Regions from separate parts of the Gossypium hirsutum genome. Here all the other regions are linked to region 1. A link is a contact called in public Hi-C data. All regions are on one chromosome and are shown on one strand. Each heading gives the region's core, a stretch centred on a gene start, on an enhancer-like site or on the middle of the called end of the contact. The rest is flanking DNA. Distances are from core to core; before and after follow the strand shown.

Region 1 (4,210 bases), core at 640-3,139:
AAACTACAATTATAAATACCTTTTCACCTATCCGAATGTAATATAAGGATTTTGTTAAATGTGCTTCTCGAACTTCACTTTCACCTAAGTTTTCTTCAGCATCAGCAATCCTACAATGCCAAAAGGCAGACATGAGTTAAAACATAATTCAATAAGAAAAGAGTAATTACTCTCATATGTTAAGATTGTTTCTTTCCTTTGTTAAAGAGGCAGACTGGTGGTTGAAAGATATTGCGACATAGTTTAGATGCGAGAGTTTTAGAAGAAAATTAATGCCATTCCATCATTCTTATATTAAAGCATTCATCATTGACAAAAAATTATTCCCTCTTTAATTGATAACATCATTTAGTTCTAAATCCTAATAATATTACCATGCAAACTCTCAAGCAATTGAATGAGTTATGATCTTGACTGGGCGTACATTCTTATATAGATAGAAAAATGCTATCAATTCCCCTCTAACTATTTTGTGAATGCTGTGGAGAAAGAGATTGACTGTCAGGCAACTGACAAGGAGTTATTATCTTGGAAGTGTACATTCTTGTATAGATAGAAAAACAAAATGCTACAGATTCAAATCCATCTAAATATTTTTTGTATATAGTGTTAAAAGTAAATAATGCTATAGAATTTGTTGATCTATTGTTTTATAAAACCAGCATTGTAATTGGGTTGGTACTGCCTTGGGGCTTTTAGTGTGTGTATTTAATTCACCAAAAATAGGAACATTAGCAATGATTACTTCATCCCACTTCGTTTTTATTACAGACCCCGAGAGTTGAGATAATTCAGCTACTACAATGAATTATACCAACTTTGGTCTTGGCGGTAAAAGAAGAACATTCAACTCATTATCTATCTAGCTCAGCTGTATTTGATTAACAGTAGTTCATGGGCATACCTCTTGTAAATGTTACAACTCCAAACAGGTAACCATAATAAAGCAACTCTCATAATAACAGCTGCTAATAAAAAAATGACCAAGAAAAGTTGCAAGGCATAAAGATATCAAAGCAACAAAAAGGAATTTAAAATTCAAACACTCAAAACACTCGATTAAAGTTTCAATTCTTGAAACCCCTTAGTGGTTCATAATCTGTCTGTTTCTCCAAAAACTCAATCCACTAAAAGTTCCCAATCACCAAGCAAATGATACAGTCAATACACGTTAGGCTAAAAGTTCCACATTATATTCTCATCAATTGAGAATTAAACAAACCCTAACCAACAATGTGAACCAAAAACCTTAAATATATACTTCCCATCAACAATTAAGGCCAGAAAACCTAAATCTACGGTAAAGTAACTTTTTATTAACTAGCAACCACACAGGAAACGAAAATTAAAGGGGGCAAAAAGAAATACTCACTTCTCGTCAAGCTTCTTAATCTCCTCCTCATTCTTGGCACGCATCGATTCCAAAAGGCTCTGATCCAGCTCCAACACTTTATCAGTAACGAGGGTTTCATAATATGAAGTCATATCTAAAACCACCACAACAACGAAAAAAAAAAAGCAACGCATATCGTGTAAAATTAGAACCGAAATAATTAACTCGCAAGGAGAAGAGTTGAATCTGGGAAGTTACCATTGGATTGGACCGAGTTGAGGACCTCATCGCTGAGGCGGACCTTCTCGATGTCAGAGACGTCTGGATGCTTGAGGAGGAAGACGTTGTGAGCAAGGATGAGTTGCTGTGACTGCTGAGTTCCATCTTGTGTGTCCATGGCTGAGTCGATGTAGTGAACACTGAGTTGGAGCGAAAGGAGCCCTGCTTCTCTTTTGAGATAGCTCGGGAACTGAGAAATAGGAAAATAAATCTGGTTTGGGATACAAAAATTTTGGCTCACATCCGAGTCCGGCCCGCCCATTTTTTAAATGAACACTAAAAATTTATTTTAAAAATAAAAAATATATTTTAAAATTTTAAAAATAAAAAATTCTTTTTTTGCCCAAACTTATATTTCGAGCCTATATTTTTATTCGAATCCTGCCATATTTTAGATGGGCCGTTGGGCTGGGTCGGGCCACCCGGCCCATGATCACCTCTACTTCCTACTTCCTAGCCCAACCAATTTTTTTTATTACTAGATACTTAACTATGTTTTTTTTATTCAATTATTTTTTTTATTTATTTTTATCACTGAGCTATTTTTATTTTTTAGTGATAAAAAAAGATAATTAAATAATTGAATCACTATTTTGTAAATTTTTAATACGAGATAACCAGTAAAAAAACTATATTCGGGTCACCTCTAGACCTGTCCATGGGCCGGGCGGCCCGGCCCGGCCCAATGGCCCGTCCAAAATATGGGAGGGTTCGGGTAAAAATATAGGCCCGAAATATGGGCTTGGGCAAAAAATAGGCTCGTTTAAAAAATGGGCCGGGCTCTGGCTCAACTTTTTTGGCCCGAGCCCGGCCCGAATATAATAAATATTTATTTTTATTTTTATTTTTTATTTTTTAATTTTTAATTTTTAAATACTTTAAAAATATTTTTTTTATTTTTTATTTTTTATTTTTAAAATATTTTTTGTGTTTATTAAAAATCGGGCCGGGCCAGACTCGAGCTTATTATTTTTTTCCCGGGCTGGGCCCGGTCCTAAAAGGTGGGTCAAAATTTTTCTAGGCCCAGCCCGGCCCGACCCATGAACAGGTCTAGTCACCTCTACTTTACTTTTTTTTTTCTAAAGCTCATAGTAACAAAATTAGGCAAAAGACAAAGGAGTGTAAAAGGTATAACCAATTGAGCATTTATGGAAAAAAAAAACTCAATTACCCCTTTTGTTAACAGCATTAATGTAGCTGACGAAGCTCCCACATGACATGTTATGTGGGCAAATTGTTGCCCTTACATACTAGCATATATTTAAAGATAAAAAATCTTAAAAATTTGAATATTGTAAAATTAATTATTAAAAATAGTAAATGATTATAAAAATATTAAAAATTATAACATACTAAAAAATTATAAAATTTATTGTTTTTACATGTCTAAAATAAATTTCAGCAATCATTTATTTCGATTCATTTTGAATATAAATTTTAAATATTATAAAAATATTTAAAAATAATCAAACATAAATAACTATTAAAAATATAAAATATGTCGAATAAAATTTAAAATTTAATCTTAATATTTTTATTATTTAAAGATTTGAATTTTTTTTTTTGTAAAAAATGGACATTAATACATTTATACAATCATATTTAAAAGTAAATTGTTATAAACTTAGTTCACGTACATTATTAAAAGCAAATTGTTAATAACTTTTTAAGTATAAAAATTAACATTTTAAAAATTTCATCAAAATATAAATACACCACATACAATTTATAAATTTATGAGGGCACCATATTTTCAGAAAATTAGCTTCTATGAGTTTGTATCTGAAACTCATAATTAATAAACAACAAATTAAATTTTTAACTGTTAGATTTAGGGCTATGATTTTAATACTTTTTATGTGCTACTTTTTAATTATTGTCATTTTCCTTTTCTAAAATTTTTAGATTTTTAATAATTATTTATAATCTTTTTTACCATTTTTATTATTTATTTCTAATTTTTAAAATATTTTTATATTGAGAATTTATGACCAAAATAAACCTAAACATGTAAAAACAGTAATCTTTATAACTTTTAGAACTTTTATAAACTTTTTTATTTTTTTATTTAATAATCGTCTTGATAATTGTTATTTCCTTATTGAACATGTTTGTTATTGAACATATTTTTTTTAGCTCTAGTTTTTCAAATATTTTGATATAACAAAAAGTATATTAAAAATTCTCTACTTAAATTTGTAAAAAAAATTATAAGTCCTTAAAATTATTTTCAAAGTGTTTGATAAAATAACCTTTTAAAAAGCCTTAATTTAACTTATTAACAAGTTTTTAAAGTTTGAAGAACTTCTACTGATACTTAGGTGGACAAATGTAACGCCCCCACGCCCGAGACCATCGCCGGAGTCGAGTATGAGGTGTTACTAAGCTTAGTTTAACATTTTTAGAACTTTGGATTATTGTTAGCATAAGCTTAATCGAGCTACCGGGATCTCAAAAACGTAAAAATCATTAAAAACGGGGCTTGGAATCACTTACTATGGAGCTTGGAAGCTTGAAACAAACCCTAGCTATGGAGAACCCTTGAAATTTCGGCCTAATGAAGAAGATGGACAAAAATTGGCTTTTAATTTTGTTTTT
Region 2 (4,210 bases), core at 1,222-3,721, 280 kb before region 1:
ACATTGGTCGAAAATTGAACAGCTACATCAACCTCAGCAAACTCAACATATAACTCTATTGTAGCATTTCCACTTGAGTAATGCGAATTTATGATCGCCTCCGGCTCTAACTCGCCTTTAACATCAAATGGCTCATATTTAAAAGGGTCCACTAATGCCAGATATCTATATTTCAAGCTCGAAATTCTTCCCTAACTTGAGCCCTCGGTTTTCCTCTTGATTCTAGTCTGTAGCTCACGTAATTGATTGGTACAGTTGAAAGTCAATTCCACGGACTGGGCTCTTACAAATACAATCCCGACGTCTGTATTGAAAATTTGACTGTTATAATAAATTACAGATTTCACTTGTCAACTCATTTCATTTTTTTAAAAATTAAATATTTAGAACAAAAAATCTTCAGATGGTTATCCAAAGAAATGTAGACGACACTCGCAATGCAACTCTTAAAAAAAAGAACTAATTTGCTTGTGTCTAAGTACTGAATACTTCGGTAGTTTAATAACAAAAAAGAACAAAGAGAGAGGGAAGGCGCGCTTCAAAACACATTTTCATCGAATAATAATAATGAAAGGATCTTCTGTGCTTGAAAATGTGTTTCAGCATAATCAATTTGAACATACGCGTGCTTGAAAACGTAGTGGCAGCCAAAAAGCTTGCTAGATGAACTCGCTTTCTATCTGCCACCATTCAAAGCCTGCCAAAGTGCCTTGATCCTTGGAATCTTGGGTAAGATTTGAGGCACATCATTCAAATATTCGATGAAAACGCCTCTTCTATGACGTGTTTTCAACCATAAGTTGTTTTTTCCTTTTCAATCTCACCCCTCCCCCGCGCCTATAAAAAGGGTCTCTCCTTTCATACTCCATCATACCTAACCATCATCTTTCTCAACCATCATCCTTCCACTTTAAAATATTTCTCTCTCTCAGTTTTCTTCCCTACTTTAGTGGTCAAAATTTTCGTCAATAATATTTATTCCTATTTGAGGTATTCTTGAGTTTCGGTGATGTGATATTGTTCCGAGACACACATTTCATATATCCTGCCAAGATGAGACTATTACCTCAGAAACCTATCCTGTGGAAGTCAGGTTCCGGGGTGACGATGCTTTATATGGTCACGGGTCAGAGTATAACTGGGGAGCCACTTAACAGTTGTTATGTGGGCACGAGCTCAAACTTTTTAGACACCCGAAGATTTTGCCTTATAAATACCATACAAAATTTTAAAGACATAACCATAAGGAAAAACTGTGGGGCTTCCCGCTATAATCGGCGCAATTTTTTTTCTCCATTTCCATGCAGTCGATATCTTTAACCTTCCTTCTTAGAAGAAGGTCAGCATTGTCGTGGACGTAGGAGGACTCTTCGGCGGGCAATGACTATTTCGATGGAGTAAAGGTGATGCTCTTTTTAGTTAGTAAAAAATCATTAATAACTACAACTGTTGTAGCACCGACTCAAGTTTGACTTTTACTCCACCTGAACATTCGTTTTTCGCTTGAGAGCCCTCTTGTGTCAACCTCGATGCCAACCCTCAGATAAGAATGAAAGGTTAAAGATATCAACTGCTTGGAAATAGAGAAAAAAATTACATTGATTACATCGAAAAGCCCTTCATTTTTTCCTATGATTATGGCATCAATCTTATGTATGGTATATATAAGGCATCATTTGCGGGTATCCAAAAAGCTTGAACTCGTGACTGCATAACGACCGCCAACTGACCCCCAGTTATACTCAAACCTGTGACCGCATAACGACCGTTGACTAGGACCTCCACTTAGACTTCAACCCGTGATTGTATCAAGCATTGTCACCCTGAAAGCTGACTTATATAAGATGAATTTCTTAGGTAATGGTCCTATCCTGACATGACATATGAAGTGTATGTGTTTTGAGATACGTTTTTGTATCCCCAATCTTTCAAATCTACCTATAAACTTTCACAGTTTCACTCTCAAAACCTTAAACCCAATAAAAACCCTAATTCTTAAACAAAAAAATCTAACCTTAATACCAACCTTAACCCTAAAAAATCATAAAAAAAATTGATGGCTGAGGAGAGTGTGTGTAAACGTGTCTTGCTAGGCGCGCTTTCACAAACAGTCTTCAAAATTGACCTATTTTCCTAAATCTTAAAAAAACGACCTATTTAATCAATTAAAAAACCACATATATTGCCTATTTAACCTATATATGAAATAGGAAGAATAAATAAACAAATTAAAATCAATTATGTTAAACAAGCTAATAGAAAAAGAAAATAATTTTTTAAGTCTCGAGGCTAATTTAAAATTTAATAGATAATTTAGGAAAATCAAATTTCCTTTCTTCCAATAATTCCCTAGTAAAAAGAGAAAGGACAGCACATCATGTTTATAGATTTGTTTAGTTCCAAAACGGGGTCAGTGGGGTCCCACATTCAGACGGATATCCTTTGGTTACATATAAACACACAACACAGAAACACAACCACCTACCCAAGCAGTTAAAGTGTTAAACTCAGACGAGAGAGAGAGAGAGAGAGAGAAAGGGCCAATACAGGATCATGAAAGAGATTCAGGGTGAAGAAGCATCCCAGACACAGCCAAATTCAGACAATGGGTAGGAAAGTGGGATGGGAAAAAGGGTTTTAACTCTTGCTTCTTCTTTTTTTCCACTTTTGGATTTACTCTTTGATTATCATTTACTGATGAATGAATAAATAAATAGTATCTCCTCCTGCTGGTTTCCTTTTCAATTGAAGTGCCGCATGTTGGGTTCTTTAGTGTTTGTGAATGAACCTCATCACCATCCAAACAGCTTAGCTTCTGGGGGTGTTTTCATTGTTGGAGTTAATAGTTTTAACAATGTCTCATAAGAGACCCCAAGAAGATAGTACTAAGGGTCGACCCTCAGAAGCCTTTACTCCTGATCAGGATAAACGGAGAAGGGTTCCTACATTGAGAAAGTACACGCCTTTCCTTTCTTACCTTAATTTCATTCTTCTTTTTTCCCTTATTGATGCATAATTTGGGGTTTTCTTGTTAGGTATATTTAAGTTTAAATGAGTGAATATTTGTACTGAGTTTATTTCTTAGTAAAGTTGTTGGCTGATATTGTAACCAATTAAAATAACTGAATTAGGCATTTGGTTGAACCTCACTTACACCTATCCATGTGTTGTGATGAATTGGTAATATAATCCATCTAATATTATGCATTATTTTTATAGTGTTTCTTCTGGTTGCTAATCTGTTTGTAAACGATGGTAGTGTGGTTCAGGAGGTGATGAAGTTGCAATCAGTCCAGCATTTGCTGGAGCCAGTTTTGGAGCCATTAATTCGTAGGGTGGTATGTTTCTTTCTTTAATCATGTTATTTCAAAAGTGCTCCTACATTATTTATCATTTTCCTGCATATAATAGGTGTAGATTTTTATTTACATGGTAAAAGAGAGTATTAGTGAGCTTGCCTTTCTCAAGAGTTGAAATCATAAATTACCGTGTCCTATGCTTAATGAGGTTTAGTTTAGCAGTTATTATAGTCCACGCTGCTTGGACACGGGAGTAAAAAATTTTGGATACGGTTACACATACAGCGCTGACATTTGCATGTTGCAGTTTTTTCCTTAAGGCTTTCCTTATAATTGGAAGGCCTAAACTTATTACCCAACAATGGGGAATTAAGCCAAAGTTTTCAGTCCTTAAGGGAGCACACCAAAGGGGCCTATATATAAATGTTGGATGTCACTGATAGTATATCGCCTACCAGGTATTGTACTCTACCTTTTGGGAACTTAGTGACATGGAAGAATAAAAGAACAGACAGTGGTGGCAAGATCAAGTGCAGGGGCAGAGTTTAGGGTTATGACCCAACGCATTTGTGAACTCTTGTGGATAAAGATCATCTTGGATGATCTTAAGGTTAAATGGAATGAGTCAATGAGGTTGTATTGTGACAACAAGTTGGCTATTAGTATCACCCACAATCCAGTTCAACGTGATAGAGCCAAACATATTGAAATAGATGGACACTTTATAAGGAGAAGTTGAGAATGGAGAATCTCATTGATCCTTACATCTCCACTTCGTGTCAATTAGTTTTAGTTTGGAGGTTTAACTATATTATTGAAAGTATGTTTTCAGTCTGATGATCATAGCTTAGCCATTAACCCCATTAAGATTTGTTGGACCATATACACCTTTGTGTTTAGCAACAAAATTG
Region 3 (4,210 bases), core at 566-3,065, 260 kb after region 1:
AGCAGATTCATCCAAAAGCTCAATGTTTGCTACAGCCGCATCAAAATCCAATTCTGAACCACGAAGAATGACAGGTTGAACTACATCTAAAGAAGCTCTATTTGATGCTTTAACCAGGTACACAACATTTGGGTCTTTGAACTTGGCAATAACTGCTTCAATTGCACGCGAGAAAATACTCTCCGCATCTGAAGTCATTAAGAACCTTGTCCCATTAGAATGCTAAGAGGAAATAATAGAACAAGTTCAAGCATAAAATTTCAAAGGAAATTAATTACAGAGATATTTCCAACAAGTACATATGCATTATGCATGAAAATTTCATGTCCAGATCCGCAGCCAACATGGTAGAATAACACACTTGAGAAATCCTTCCAAATTAAGTGTTGATTCACTAACCACATCTGTTACCTCTAAGCTTAATGAATAAATGCTTATGCTATGTTACTTAGACTCAGGTGTTTCAGCCTTTCAGGTACAGGTACATGTCCCAGACAAATGTGTATTCCACTTTGAGTTTTTACGTATATTTGGAGGGTCATTTTCATACCATGTTAGAATGTGTCAGACATAGATGTCGAACACCAGTACTTCAAGAAAAAAAGAAGAGTCAAAGGCAACATAGCTTTTGTATATAGCACACAGAATATCCACATAAAAATCACTGTCGCCTCTAAGTTCACCATCTCTAATTGGCTTTAAAATTTGACAAACACTTAACTAGCCCCAAATACATTGCTAATATTATCTGCTCTAATAAAATCCCTCTTTCCATAAGCAACAACTATAAAATCACCAATACTCCATTACCAAAAATCCTAAGGAATACTTGACAATTTCAGGTTTTCAGCATTGAACAAAACACCAGTATCAATTGACTTCAAACTGCCATAAACGGCTTAGCTGATTCGACAAGCATTGAACTATTATAGAGAAGTAGTACTTAATAATTTCAACCACAATAAAAAATGACCAAATGCACACATTTAAGCTAAACATAGATAAAGTGATAAAGAAAAGAGGCTACCAGAGGGCTTGTTTGCAGGATAACAGACAGGCAATTTAATTGGAAGCTGGCAGAGTAGTAAACAACCACTCTCCCAGACGAATTTCTCAGGATTATCACCGTACGAAACAGGATTAACCAACTCGAAGTTCGTCGAACTCTCTGTCTCTGATAAAAAGAAACGAATATCCCCAGTATCCGGATCAGCAACAGCTCCGATCGTCTCTTCATTTTCCAGTTTTGTTGTTCCAGTTAAAAGTTTCTTCAATTTCCGAGCAGCTTCAACAGCCCTCGCCGCTGTCTTTTCGGGATCGGATTTTCCAACAATTAACGCTCCAATTACATCGAATCCTTTCAAGAGTAGCGTCCTGATTTCCTCTGTTCCAGTCGGAATCAAATGATGGAACTTTTGGTTAAAAGAAATCAAATTAAAATTGAAGTTTAGATATTTCCAAAAGGGAGTTTTGATGCTTACCTGATTCCTTGGGGAAATCCGGGCCGGAGGAATTGGAATGGATGCATCTGAAGGTGGAGATGATAGTGAGTGGAGGGAAAAATGGGGATCCGATTAACCATTGGAGATCCGATTCATTTCGGGTGATCAACAGCTTAGGGCACTCGATTCGTATGCTTCTAGTGTTCTTCTCCATGGACTAGTATGGATCCAATTTTCAAACCCTCCAGAAATTGATGTCAGCTTGTTTGGGCGGCCCTATGGATTCCGCTTCGACTCTCTTGACCAAAAGAGACTCGTCTCATCTCTTATTAATCATCCCGTCGGGGTACTATAATACATTTCATGGTTAGTTGTCTCATTACTATAGGATTAAAATCAATTTATTTGATGTCCGCCTTAATTATTTTCACAAATTATAAAATAAGAAATAATTCTATTTTTATAATATTCAATTTTTATCAATAAATAAAATCAAAGGTTAAGGTTAGTTTAGCATTACTTTCGAGAGGTTTAATTTAAGATTTCATGTTTTTAGTAGTTTTGTAATAAGTAATTGCAAAAAGTTAACACGTCTATTTTGGACATAATGTTATGACTTCAAAAATAAGTTAATTTAAATGATATTCAAATTCATTAATATTACAAACATGAAATATCAAAAGTCTGCAATCAATCCTAATTCTATTAATGTCTTTGGCCTCCTCTATAAGAGTCAGTTTAATTGCAAAACATTTGGAGAGAGACCTCAACACTTTGCGCACCATCTCCGAATTCAAATACTCCTCACCAAAAGAAAATGATTGGTTAAAAATAGCATATAAGTTTTGAACTCGATTGTTAATATTTGGAGTTTGGACTATTTGATAGTGAAAATCCCTTTATGTGCAATTTTTAAAATTGTCCAAGCTTTTTATGCAATAATGCATTTAGAGATCCTTCTAAATTTCTAAAAATCCACACCATTAAGGGCTTTTGGGTTTGCATTAGCTAATTTATCTTCCTTTGCAGTTCATGTTGTTTTTGGTGTGTAAGTTTTCACACCACTAACATTAGTTGTAGAAGGCTCTCAACCAGTTAACACAACCTTCCAAACTTTCTCATCTAAAAACTTGACAAAGTCCCTCATCCGAGCTTTCTAATTGGCATAATTGAAGCCATAAAGCATAAAAGGTCTCAAAATTAAGTTACCTTCCATCTTTAAGCAATTCAACAGCAAGATCTTTCACCTAATACGTCAACTTTCTAACTTTGATATCAATTGTTAATCTTGAATTATTTGTCAATTGTGCATTAAGTTGCAACTAAATGAACAACTTAAACAGGAAAAAAATACGATATGGATGAATTTTTATGTAGTTTGGATCCTTTTTCTATGTCTAAGGGCCTTTCTCAAAAGTAATCTACTACCAATCAATAATACAAGATATGATTTAAGTTTAACTCATTCACCAAGTTATAACTTCACTCCTATGCATTATCTAATATCACTCTCTCCACTAAAATTTTCCCCTTGAAAGTTTAGCTACAAATTTAACATAAACAAATTGTTTACAATGTATTTGCACTAAAACATGTAACAGCCCGAATTTAGGGCTAGTCGGAATAGTGGATTCGGGACCACCAATTCGACGAGAAAAAAATTTATTTTCATTATATTTTTATGGTCAACGATTTCACAAAATGATTTCGTGAAAATTTCGTTCGAAAATTTTGACGTTTGGGCACTCAATTTAGTCAAAAGGACTAAATTGTAAAAAATGCAAAAGTTGAATTCTATATGTTAGAGGTGTCCAATTGTTATGAAATTTTAAATTTGAGGTCCTTATATGGTAATTAGACCATTGGTTAAGTTGGTGGACAAAAATGGGTATGGTTAGGCATGTTTCCAAAGTTTTTCATTAAGGGTATTTTGGTCATTTAGTTATTAAAATGAATTTAAAACAAAATTAAAAGCCAATTTTTGTCCATCTTCAACCCCCTAGGCCGAAAATTGCATGGAGAAACCATGGCTAGGGTTTTTCAAGCTTCCAAGCTCGATTCTAAGTCCGTTCTATCCCCGTTTTTAATGATTTTTACGTTTTTGAAATCCTCGTAACAAGATTTACCTATTTTTACCATTGTTTTGAACTAGGGTTTGTGTTTAAAAATTTACCCATAAATGATATGCATGTATTTTGATGTTTTATGGAAGAATATGAATGTTTAGAGTGTGATAAACGATTTGTACTAAGTAATTTTCGATGAAAATGCCTAAAATGATTAATTTGTAAAAGTTATAAAATAAGTCACAAGTGTGTGAATAAGTGAGTATTGTGGATTGCTATAGTTGTGAAAATGGTTCAGCTAGGCCTAAAATGCAAGTAAATTGAATAAAAATTAATTTACGAGCCTATGGGCAAAATCATAATTTTGTGAAACTTTAGGGGAAAAAATGTAATTTTGCCAAAGTATATTTTTGGACTGGAATGAATAGTGTGAATGTTATATAAGTTAAATGTATTGTTATAAATCAAGAAAGACGAGAAATTGAAATTGATTTTGATTGATAAAAAGAAAAGTGAGAAAAAATGAAAAACTCCCGAATGAACCTTTGGAATAAAAAGGGATACGAATGAAGTGACAGAAATGATCACATGTGTGGCACGGATTGTGTTGGGCCACTATGTAAAAGTGAAAGTGACGGTCACGTGTGTAGTACTATGTGCAGGCTACTACGTGTACCGAAATGATAGGTCGCATGTGTAGTG

Evidence for each region. Hi-C and Micro-C count contacts between places; a contact is called where the count stands out from the background.
Region 2: a contact with region 1 is called in a Hi-C map of hypocotyl, with 5 times the contacts expected there. The contact joins the promoter of LOC107949701 here to the promoter of LOC107949707 in region 1. A contact is called at or near these places in 19 of 34 Hi-C or Micro-C datasets (anther, callus, fibers and 4 more).
Region 3: a Hi-C map of leaf shows a contact between it and region 1, with 2.4 times the contacts expected there. The contact joins the promoter of LOC107949714 here to the promoter of LOC107949707 in region 1. A contact is called at or near these places in 2 of 34 Hi-C or Micro-C datasets (leaf and petal).

The regions. Positions count from the first base shown.
Region 1 is chrD03:41,481,781-41,485,990 of Gossypium_hirsutum_v2.1, reverse strand. It overlaps LOC107949707 (26S proteasome non-ATPase regulatory subunit 6 homolog), which reads right to left and starts at 1,889. Exons shown (of 8, transcript XM_016884446.2): 1 at 1,592-1,889; 2 at 1,373-1,487; 3 at 20-110. The coding sequence starts at 1,874.
Region 2 is chrD03:41,765,022-41,769,231 of Gossypium_hirsutum_v2.1, reverse strand. It overlaps LOC107949701 (calmodulin-binding protein 60 A), which reads left to right and starts at 2,471. Exons shown (of 7, transcript XM_016884434.1): 1 at 2,471-2,609; 2 at 3,260-3,338. The coding sequence starts at 2,554.
Region 3 is chrD03:41,225,473-41,229,682 of Gossypium_hirsutum_v2.1, reverse strand. LOC107949714 (probable Ufm1-specific protease) reads right to left here and starts at 1,815. Exons shown (of 14, transcript XM_041090126.1): 1 at 1,482-1,815; 2 at 1,028-1,384; 3 at 1-188. The coding sequence starts at 1,656.